Regions from separate parts of the Mus musculus genome. Here regions 2 and 3 are each linked to region 1. Evidence: chromatin contacts called from public Hi-C and HiChIP or PLAC-seq data. All regions are on one chromosome and are shown on one strand. The core of a region is the stretch at or near the end of the contact, and the rest is flanking DNA. Distances in the headings are between cores, read along the strand shown. Region 1 holds the start of Pcdh9 (protocadherin 9). Region 2 overlaps Pcdh9 (protocadherin 9). Region 3 has its middle 94 kb from the start of Gm23324.

What was found. HiChIP or PLAC-seq counts read pairs in DNA pulled down with a chosen protein or histone mark. A called contact is a pair of places that touch in the nucleus more often than the background predicts.
Region 2: a Hi-C map of embryonic stem cells shows a contact between it and region 1, with 2.5 times the contacts expected there. The contact joins the enhancer-like site here to the promoter of Pcdh9 in region 1. A contact is called at or near these places in 2 of 39 promoter capture datasets (the C10 cell line and hippocampal neurons), 2 of 484 Hi-C or Micro-C datasets (cerebellum and embryonic stem cells) and 1 of 9 other capture datasets (pancreatic islet).
Region 3: a RAD21 HiChIP or PLAC-seq map of pro-B cells shows a contact between it and region 1, with 3 times the contacts expected there. The contact joins the enhancer-like site here to the promoter of Pcdh9 in region 1. A contact is called at or near these places in 1 of 39 promoter capture datasets (the C10 cell line), 2 of 15 datasets of contacts at CTCF or cohesin (large pre-B cells and pro-B cells) and 1 of 115 datasets of contacts at active chromatin or transcription factors (large pre-B cells).

What each region holds. Positions count from the first base shown.
Region 1 is chr14:93,889,222-93,892,206 of GRCm38.p6, reverse strand. It overlaps Pcdh9 (protocadherin 9), which reads left to right and starts at 1,538. Exons shown (of 5, transcript NM_001081377.3): 1 at 1,538-2,086.
Region 2 is chr14:93,215,010-93,217,994 of GRCm38.p6, reverse strand. All of the region lies in intron 4 of Pcdh9 (protocadherin 9), which reads left to right. Among named protein-coding and RNA genes, the nearest start is that of Gm23509, 78 kb to the right of the region's middle. Within about 2 kb of position 1,409, at least 4 of the 459 cell types and tissues checked have an H3K27ac peak or open chromatin away from gene starts, as enhancers often do. A contact at or near this core is called in embryonic stem cells, where this site is marked.
Region 3 is chr14:94,540,721-94,543,705 of GRCm38.p6, reverse strand. No RefSeq gene overlaps it. Among named protein-coding and RNA genes, the nearest start is that of Gm23324, 94 kb to the right of the region's middle. Within about 2 kb of position 1,410, at least 14 of the 459 cell types and tissues checked have an H3K27ac peak or open chromatin away from gene starts, as enhancers often do. A contact at or near this core is called in pro-B cells, where this site is marked.

The DNA.
Region 1 (2,985 bases), core at 289-2,788:
TTCAGATTACACACTAGAGACTTGGAAGGCTTGATTTGTGATTTGTTTTTTACTTTTAACTTGGTTATCAAAAATTAAATGTTCATGCTTTTTAAAAAAAAAAGTATCAATAGTCACAAACGTGAGATTCTCCCAAATTAAAAAGCCCGAATTTAAAGCCATTACATCCTGCCACAGTGTGAGAAACACAAGGTTTAGAATAAATGCCCTGTATTCTTCGTCCAAGTTAGCAAAAGTCAACCATGCTGTAAGACCTCAGATCACCTTTATATTACCATTCAGGTGGGGATTTGTTACTTAACTAATAGGGTTTTATATCAAACTTTATTCAGGCACCTGTCTGGCACCGGTGCTGCCAAACCTTCCTAACTTACTGGTTTTTAAAGATGAGTGAGGCTTTGAGGGAATATGACAGAAATCAGGGTGACCCTTTCTGAAGTATCCCATCCAGCCCTGGTATAAAAATGAGAAACAAGATTGTGCGGATGTACTACAGAGCTGAAGTCAGGGCCATGCCTGGCAGGGAAATGTGTCCAGCAGTAAGTGGCAAGGGGGAAAGGAGCTTTGCAGCTTGGCTAACAGCTGCTTGGGATTCCTTCAAGCCAGACGGAAGCAAAGTTCGCACATAGGTGAGCTGACAGCAGGCTCAGATGAAGCCTTCGTTCCAGAGAGCTAGGTTTTCCGGGTTCCCTGCGAGGCAAAAGAACGACAGAGGCTCTGCCACGACCAGGCGCCTAAGCTCCGATCAGATCCCAGGAAAGGAGACTTCTTGCTCAGCAAACTGTCCGTGGCTGCGCCCAGGGACCCCAGCTACAACGTACCTTTTCCCCAGGCACTTTCAGTGACCCTGCACGCAGTAAAAGCCCAGATTAATTTTCTTTCCATTTTCCACCGAGACTCAAATGTCTACTGCCCTATCTTTAGCTCTCCGCCCTCCTCGCCCTTCCTTCGGATGTCCCTGCCAGCAAATGCCTCAATTTGCAGCACCCGGCACAGAGCCGGTTTAATGGTTTAATGCGCTCCAGGATTTGCTGGCCAAAACTCCTCACTGAGGGGTGGCTGCGCGTCTCAGCCATCTCTGCAATTTAGCCCTTTCCACTTTGCAGACAGAAATGCATCAAGAGAAGAGCGGCCTCAATGACCCTCACCACCCGGTGGCGAGAATCTAGGTTCCCGGGTTTCGCTCCGGTGCAACCGCACCGCCCTGGCTCCGCCGCCGCAAGCTGGGTAAGAGCTCCAGAGCTCCCGAGCCACCCCGGGTGCTGGCCCCTGCCGGGCATGCTCAGTGCGCGTCCTGAAAACAGCTCTCCCGGGACCGGGATCGTTCCTCCAGGTTTTCGCGGCTGCCGAGGGGCGCTGGGGAGGGGGAGGCTGAAGACAGTCAGCGCCTTGTTCCGCGCCCCCTCCCGCAGCCCTCTGCAGCCTCCCGCACTGCAAGATGCTGGCCAATCAGGACCCGGAGGTGGGGCCTCGGTCGTCACGCCCTCCCTCTGGGCTTATTGAGAGTTATATCAAGAAATTCAGTTCAGAGAGAGGAGAGAGAGGAGAGGGAGAAGGAGAGGGGGGCAGAAGAGAAGGGAAAAACGAAGAGTACGCGAGGTAGGATGGAGAGCCTCAGTCTCTTAAGCGCGAAAGGACTCACGGATTAAGAATTTGCCGGGCAATTGGCACCCCGGGAAAACATCCAGAAAATCACCATCACCCAACTCTGACGTTTCCTACTAGAAGTTAGAGACTTCAGCAGTATTGCCATCGGATGCAAATGGTAGGCTGGATGCGGTGGGATACACTCCCGAGCTGAAGAAGTGCAATTGGATGTGGTGTGCGTTAAATACCAGAAGAGCCCAGACCCAGTGGGTAAAAGCGAGGAAATGTGGAGAGAATGACTAACGACAAATCTGTGAATTTGTTCTCGGGAGTTGCTAATTTGCCAGCCCGAAGCCACACATTTTACAAGGAGAAAACGTTTTGCTGCTTCTGAATTCTCCCCAAACTGGTGCTACCAGATGCATGGCTTTCTATGTGTTGGAGCAAATCCTTCTTAACTGCAGCCTACCGGGAAAGGGGCAAGGTTGAGGCAACTAATGTAAGTGTAAAGTTTCGCATTAACAATTCGAAATACCGTCTTTAGTTGTGTCCTCGGCGTAGATGAGAGGTGTTTGTAATTGGGTAGCTGGCTAGGGTAGAGCTCGCCTACTGGGTTGTATCTGCATCCCCACCTGCACCACTCAGCTGGAACTAATCGCGGGCATCAGCTACTGTGTAGCCTAATGCAGATAAGATTAGAGCCTGGGAGCTGACCAGTCTTACTCCGGGTGGGTAGCTGCCTGGAGCCTTGCACCCATTTAAACTGCAGTTAGAGGGGCATCTGAGCGGAAGTTCTTCTACGTGTGTTACCGGGTTGCGGTATTTATGTGTAGCAAATGTTACTAATATTCTAATGAGACACCGGATTAAGAAACTGCATTTTTGTTCTTTTATGCTCAATAGAAAAAAAAATACCGTGATGTTACATAGGAATGTTGTCTGTGTTTCACTTCCATCCCGGCATGCTGGTCCACCTCTGTGATAAGCAATTGTCTATTAGGATACGTTTTTTAAAAAGTTTTAATGTGTTTATTTATCTCAACGGGGGCAATGTGGAAATATGGAGAAAGGAGAGCACCCTCCGAGGAAGAAATGCCAAGTCTTGGTTTTGTGCTTTGAGGCAATGAGAACCCTTAGTGGCCAGTGACTACTGCTGTTGCTGCGGCTGCAGCAGCATGTCCGAATGCTCATTTTCCAGGAGGGTTGGATTATGAGACAGTTGAAGAACTGGGAGGAAGGAAAAGCAGTCTTTTGAGAGGAGGAGATGACTCAGTGTGGCAGAGAAGAAAACACATCATATCTAACATGTGACAAAGCAGTTGGCAGCAATCATAGCTAAATACTTGAGCTCTTTCCATCGCAAACAACTAGGGGAGGTGGGCTAGAGACCAGGAGGAG
Region 2 (2,985 bases), core at 160-2,659, 670 kb after region 1:
ATTAATGTATTTAAAAATAGGCATGATATCATTCAGAAATTCCATAGAAAAGAAGTTCCTGTGTGTTTGGTAAAATGCAGTTCGTAATACAAAAATAAAGATAAGATGTATCCAATCAAATAGTTGTTCAAGCTGGACCTAGACTATGCCCACCTCCCAACCCTCACACCTGTGTTGTAGATGTGCAGCTTGGTCTACAAGTTGGTCCCCCAAAAACTGGAGTATGGGCTGTCACTAAAGCTGTTGCCTGTCTGTGGAATGTGCTCCCCTAACTGAGAGGCCCTGTGTGCCCCCAATGGGAGAGAATGCACCTAGTCCTCCAGAGACTTGATGTGCCAGGATACAGAAATACCCAGGGGCAACCTCCATCCCCTCAGAGAAGGAGGCGAAGGGGAATGAGGGAGGGAATTGTGAGAAGGGTACTAGGAGGAGGGGCTAACTACTGGGATGCAAAGTGAATGAATAGATAGATAGATAGATAGATAGATAGATAGATAGATAGATAGATAGATAGATAGGACAGAAAAATAGTTCTTCAAGAAAATTTGAAAATTGTCTTAAATGCTTCTTCACTATCCAAGACTGATATATGACTTAAAAATTGTACTGTCTTAATAGTTCTTGCTCAGGTGAAGGAAGTTATCCTGAAAACATAATGAATATTAGATCAATTTTTAAATCTGGGAGACAATATAATAGCCACATATATGTGAATATAAATTAGAAGATTTTTGTAATTCTATATACAGATATCACATTTGTGAAAAATTACTGCTTATTAAATTTTATTATATAAAAGAATTCACACCTTACAACATTTCAACATATTTTCCTGTCTATAAACTTCTATTTAGCCTTCCGCATTTTCTGCAAAACTGTAATTTTGGATTATTCATCTACCATTAAAATTCTGAAAAAAAAGTTGTTTCAATGTTTTGATAAATATGATTATTTACCTCAAGACATTAATTTCTTAGTCTGTGTTTACATAATGTATTGGTTATAAGAAGAATTAGACATTCATATAAATATATTTATTAAAAATATTTTGAGCATCAAAGTTGACTTAATATTTATAAGCCAACACTTTTGTGGAACAACCATTATAAAATAAAAGTATGTGAACCAAGAATACAAATTTTTTGTAACTATTTCAGAATCCTAAAACTACTGCAAAAAATTTGCCAAATTAAAAATGGGCATTAATGTGAAATGAAGTTCTATTAAAATAATAAAGGCTATCTGTATATAACTCATGCCTTACACTGTTACCATTTTTAAGATATTATTTAAAGAAACATTGTCACATTGCATACTTGTGGAATGATCTCAGAGTCATGAGGGAGTAGCAGCCACCATAGTGAGTAACAGAGAAAGGGAGGAAGTGATATCGCAAAGAAGCCACATGTTTGCACCCACAACATTATGTGATGCTCAGCCTAACCAAACCCAGGAAGGACAGAAGGCACACCTCTGTTTCCTTCCAAAAATTTTTTTCTTTAAATCTAAGTCATGAGAGAACCGGACAGCTTCTGGGACGAGCAGAAGCACAGAGCCGCTGAGGCAGCAGCCTGGGCGGGCCGCAGACAACCGGCCAACATCCGGACCAGAGGACAGGTGTCCGCCTGGCTCGGGAGACGGCCTCAGCCTCAGCAGCAGCGGTCGCCATCTTGGTTCCGGGACTCCGCGGGACCTAGGAAATTAGTCTGAACAGGTTAGAGGGTGCGCCAGAGAACCGGACAGCTTCTGGGACGAGCAGAAGCACAGAGCCGCTGAGGCAGCAGCCTGGGCGGGCCGCAGACAACCGGCCAACATCCGGACCAGAGGACAGGTGTCCGCCTGGCTCGGGAGACGGCCTCAGCCTCAGCAGCAGTGGTCGCCATCTGGGTTCCGGGACTCAGCAGAACTTAGGAAATTAGTCTGAACAGGTTAGAGGGTGCGCCAGAGAACCAGACAGCTTCTGGGACGAGCAGAAGCACAGAGCCGCTGAGGCAGCAGCCTGGGCGGGCCGCAGACAACCGGCCACCATCCGGACCAGAGGACAGGTGTCCGCCTGGCTCGGGAGACGGCCTCAGCCTCAGCAGCAGCGGTCGCCATCTTGGTTCCGGGACTCCGCGGGACCTAGGAAATTAGTCTGAACAGGTTAGAGGGTGCGCCAGAGAACCGGACAGCTTCTGGGACGAGCAGAAGCACAGAGCCGCTGAGGCAGCAGCCTGGGCGGGCCGCAGACAACCGGCCAACATCCGGACCAGAGGACAGGTGTCCGCCTGGCTCGGGAGACGGCCTCAGCCTCAGCAGCAGCGGTCGCCATCTTGGTTCCGGGACTCAGCAGAACTTAGGAAATTAGTCTGAACAGGTTAGAGGGTGCGCCAGAGAACCGGACAGCTTCTGGGACGAGCAGAAGCACAGAGCCGCTGAGGCAGCAGCCTGGGCGGGCCGCAGACAACCGGCCACCATCCGGACCAGAGGACAGGTGTCCGCCTGGCTCGGGAGACGGCCTCAGCCTCAGCAGCAGCGGTCGCCATCTTGGTTCCGGGACTCCGCGGGACCTAGGAAATTAGTCTGAACAGGTTAGAGGGTGCGCCAGAGAACCGGACAGCTTCTGGGACGAGCAGAAGCACAGAGCCGCTGAGGCAGCAGCCTGGGCGGGCCGCAGACAACCGGCCAACATCCGGACCAGAGGACAGGTGTCCGCCTGGCTCGGGAGACGGCCTCAGCCTCAGCAGCAGTGGTCGCCATCTGGGTTCCGGGACTCAGCAGAACTTAGGAAATTAGTCTGAACAGGTTAGAGGGTGCGCCAGAGAACCGGACAGCTTCTGGGACGAGCAGAAGCACAGAGCCGCTGAGGCAGCAGCCTGGGCGGGCCGCAGACAACCGGCCACCATCCGGACCAGAGGACAGGTGTCCGCCTGGCTCGGGAGACGGCCTCAGCCTCAGCAGCAGCGGTCACCATCTTGGTTCCAGGACTCCCTGGAACTTAGGATT
Region 3 (2,985 bases), core at 161-2,660, 650 kb before region 1:
TTCTGATCCGGAAGCTTATTCTCTAGCATTTGTGTGGAATTCTCTATAGACATGTCTTAGGTTCACTTCATGTATGGCATGATTTAACTTCAGTATTTCTGTTTATTTCTGTCTGGATGTCTGATCTATAGGTAAGATTGAGATACTGAAGCCCCTTGCCATTGCTGTTTTAAGATCAATTTTATTTAAACTATAGTGGTAATTCTTCTATACACTGGGTTGCCCTTGCTTATGATGTACAAATGTTTAAAGTTGTAATATATTCTTAATAAATTATCTTTTGTAATAAGTATGTAGTAGCCTTCTCCTCTGTGGATTAGGGTTTTTTTTTTTCTTTTTTTCCTTTTTGAAACCTGTTTTGTTAGATACTACAATATCTATAAGTTGCTTCTTGATTTCTTTTTCTTCTTTTGTTTTCTTTCTTCCTTCCTTTCTTTTTTTCTTTCTTTTCTCATTCTCTCCTTTCTTTTGACTTAAGGCAACATCATTCCTTGTCAGTGAGTTTTATTCCTAGGATGCAGCAAAACGATGTCTCTGATGCGAATATTCTTTCCTTCCCTTGGAGAAACTAAGCAATGTCTACTCCTGCTCTCAATCTTACAATGGCAGATTAAGGGATAATTCCACCAAAGTTCATGCTGGGGAACCAATGAATTTACTTCACTTCCTTACAGAGCCTAGATGAGGAGTTAGATAGATTTCGGTATTCTTTCCCCGAACCTGCTACACCTAGAAAGTGTTATCAACTAGAGCTTCTCCATTCCCACATAACAGACTCCCTGCTCTCTGTCTACTCTAATCCCTCCCCTAGGCCAGGGGCAGAGTTCCCACATGAAAAGGCAAAGTGGCCATATTCTGACCATCCATATGGGAAGGTCCAATGTAAACATGCCATCTGGGATTATCTTCTGCAGGCAGATTTGATATAGAAGAGCTAATTTCTTCAAGATAGAAGTTGTATGGCTCAGAGGACAGTCACTCGTGACCATCTTTGAATGAGTAGCATTCAGTCTCATGTAATATTAAACATGATGTGGGTGCAGAATTCTTTACATGGGTCGTATAAGTTTTGATCCCAATACAAGTACACATTCCATCAAAGCTTAACAAGAGTTCATAATAAGGTGTTCCTCTCAGGTCCAAAAATAATAAATCAATATATTTTTAAAGGCATTACCTGTCCTTAACTCTTTCTCAGATTATGTACTAATCAACTTTCTGTTACTTTTTGTCCTTCGAGGAACCAGAACAAATAAATTGAATGGCTCTCTTGGTACCCCGGAAAAGCTGAACTTATTACAGCTCTTACAAAGAAGGAAAGAAGTTCTCGAAGCCTTTGTGGGGCAGGTAGCCAAGATCTCACTCCCTCTGCAATGCCAGTTCCAACGGCAGGGGCAACATGGGCCGCAACAATGGTGTGCGACCTTAGAGAACATAAGATGACCGCTGAAAGTCCTTTCCAGGATAGCACCCTGGGGACTTTCCACTAGAAGGTTGTGATGAACACTTCCTTCCCCAAATGACCCAGCAAAACAAGCTTTACAAGGAAGCCCTGACCACAATGCAGGTGCAGATAACGACCAAAAGTGTTTCAGTTCCCTCTTCTGGTGACTAAGACCTCACCTCACCTGGAGCCACAAATGCTGAGAAAGATCAGTTCGGGCCACCACTGGGCTTAAACCAACGGTATGGGGGACTTTTGGGATAGCATTGGAAATGTAATTGAGGAAAATATGTAATAAAAAAAAGTGTGTGCTTATTATCTTCGGGGTCACCTCTTCCCCAATTGTAGGACAGCCCCAGAGCACACTGGATCAATAAACCTCTTGCTTGTTGCATGGATCTCCTTCTCTGTGTTTCTGACAGTGGGACATTCTTGATGAAAGACTCTTCTGGTCTTAAAATGGCAGCGACAGGGGCAGCTAAACAGTGAGCATAGCCTGTCAGGCAGGTCCAAGATCCAGTGATAAATGCGTTGGACAAAAGAGAACTCTTCCCATGTGTTACAGCTCAGTAAAAGAGTCACTCTCAGAGGATTTTTTTGTGAAATATCTTGTATACTGTATACTTTATTCCACGTGGACAAGAATTTTAAAAACATCGAGGAGTGGGTGGTGGCGGTGATGGTCTTGGTGCAGGGATCGATGTTTCTTAGTGGCACAATTTGAGATGTTTGTAGTGCTCTATTTGCATGGAAAAGGATGCCAGATGTTTTTGGTACCTGACTGATTGTCAAGGTCCTCTCAGCAGGGTGTCATGGCTACCCCTTGGAAAGCATGCATCCAAGGAGTGTTTCCTCTCCCTGTATTCTCATTTCTGAGATTCACAGGGGTCTGAGCTCACTCAGTCTGATCAGTTCTTCTGTCTGGTGGCATGGTCCACTTGCCCCACATTTTCTGTGAAAAATATTCATAAAATTACTATAATGGAAAGAAGATTTGTTTGGGAACACTGTTGGGGTCCAGATGTTTTAGTCAGGGTCACTTCTATCTGGAACAATATGAAATAGATCATGACCTTAGATAGATCTTAGGAAGAAACAGAGTCTCTGCTCTCATGGCCCCGGGAACAGATGCATTGAAAAAGATGCTTACAGTCAGCTATTAGATGGAACTCAGGGACCCCAATGGAGGAGCTAGAGAAAGTACCCAAGGAGCTGAAGGGGTCTGCAACCCTATAAGTGGAACAACAATATGAACTAACCAGTATCCCTGGAGCTCATGTCTCCAGCTGCATATGTATCAGAAGATGGCCTAGTCAGCCATCATTGGAAAGAGTGGCCCATTGGACACACAAACTTTATATGCCCCAGTACAGGGGAACGCCAGGGCCAAAAAGGGGGAGTGGGTAGGTAGGGGAGCAGGGTGGGGGAGGGGAGAGGGAACTTTCATTATAAGCATTTGAAATGTAAATAAAGAAAATATCTAATAAAAAAGAATGAAAAGAAACAAAAAAGAAAAATCCAGTATAACAGTATATAATGTA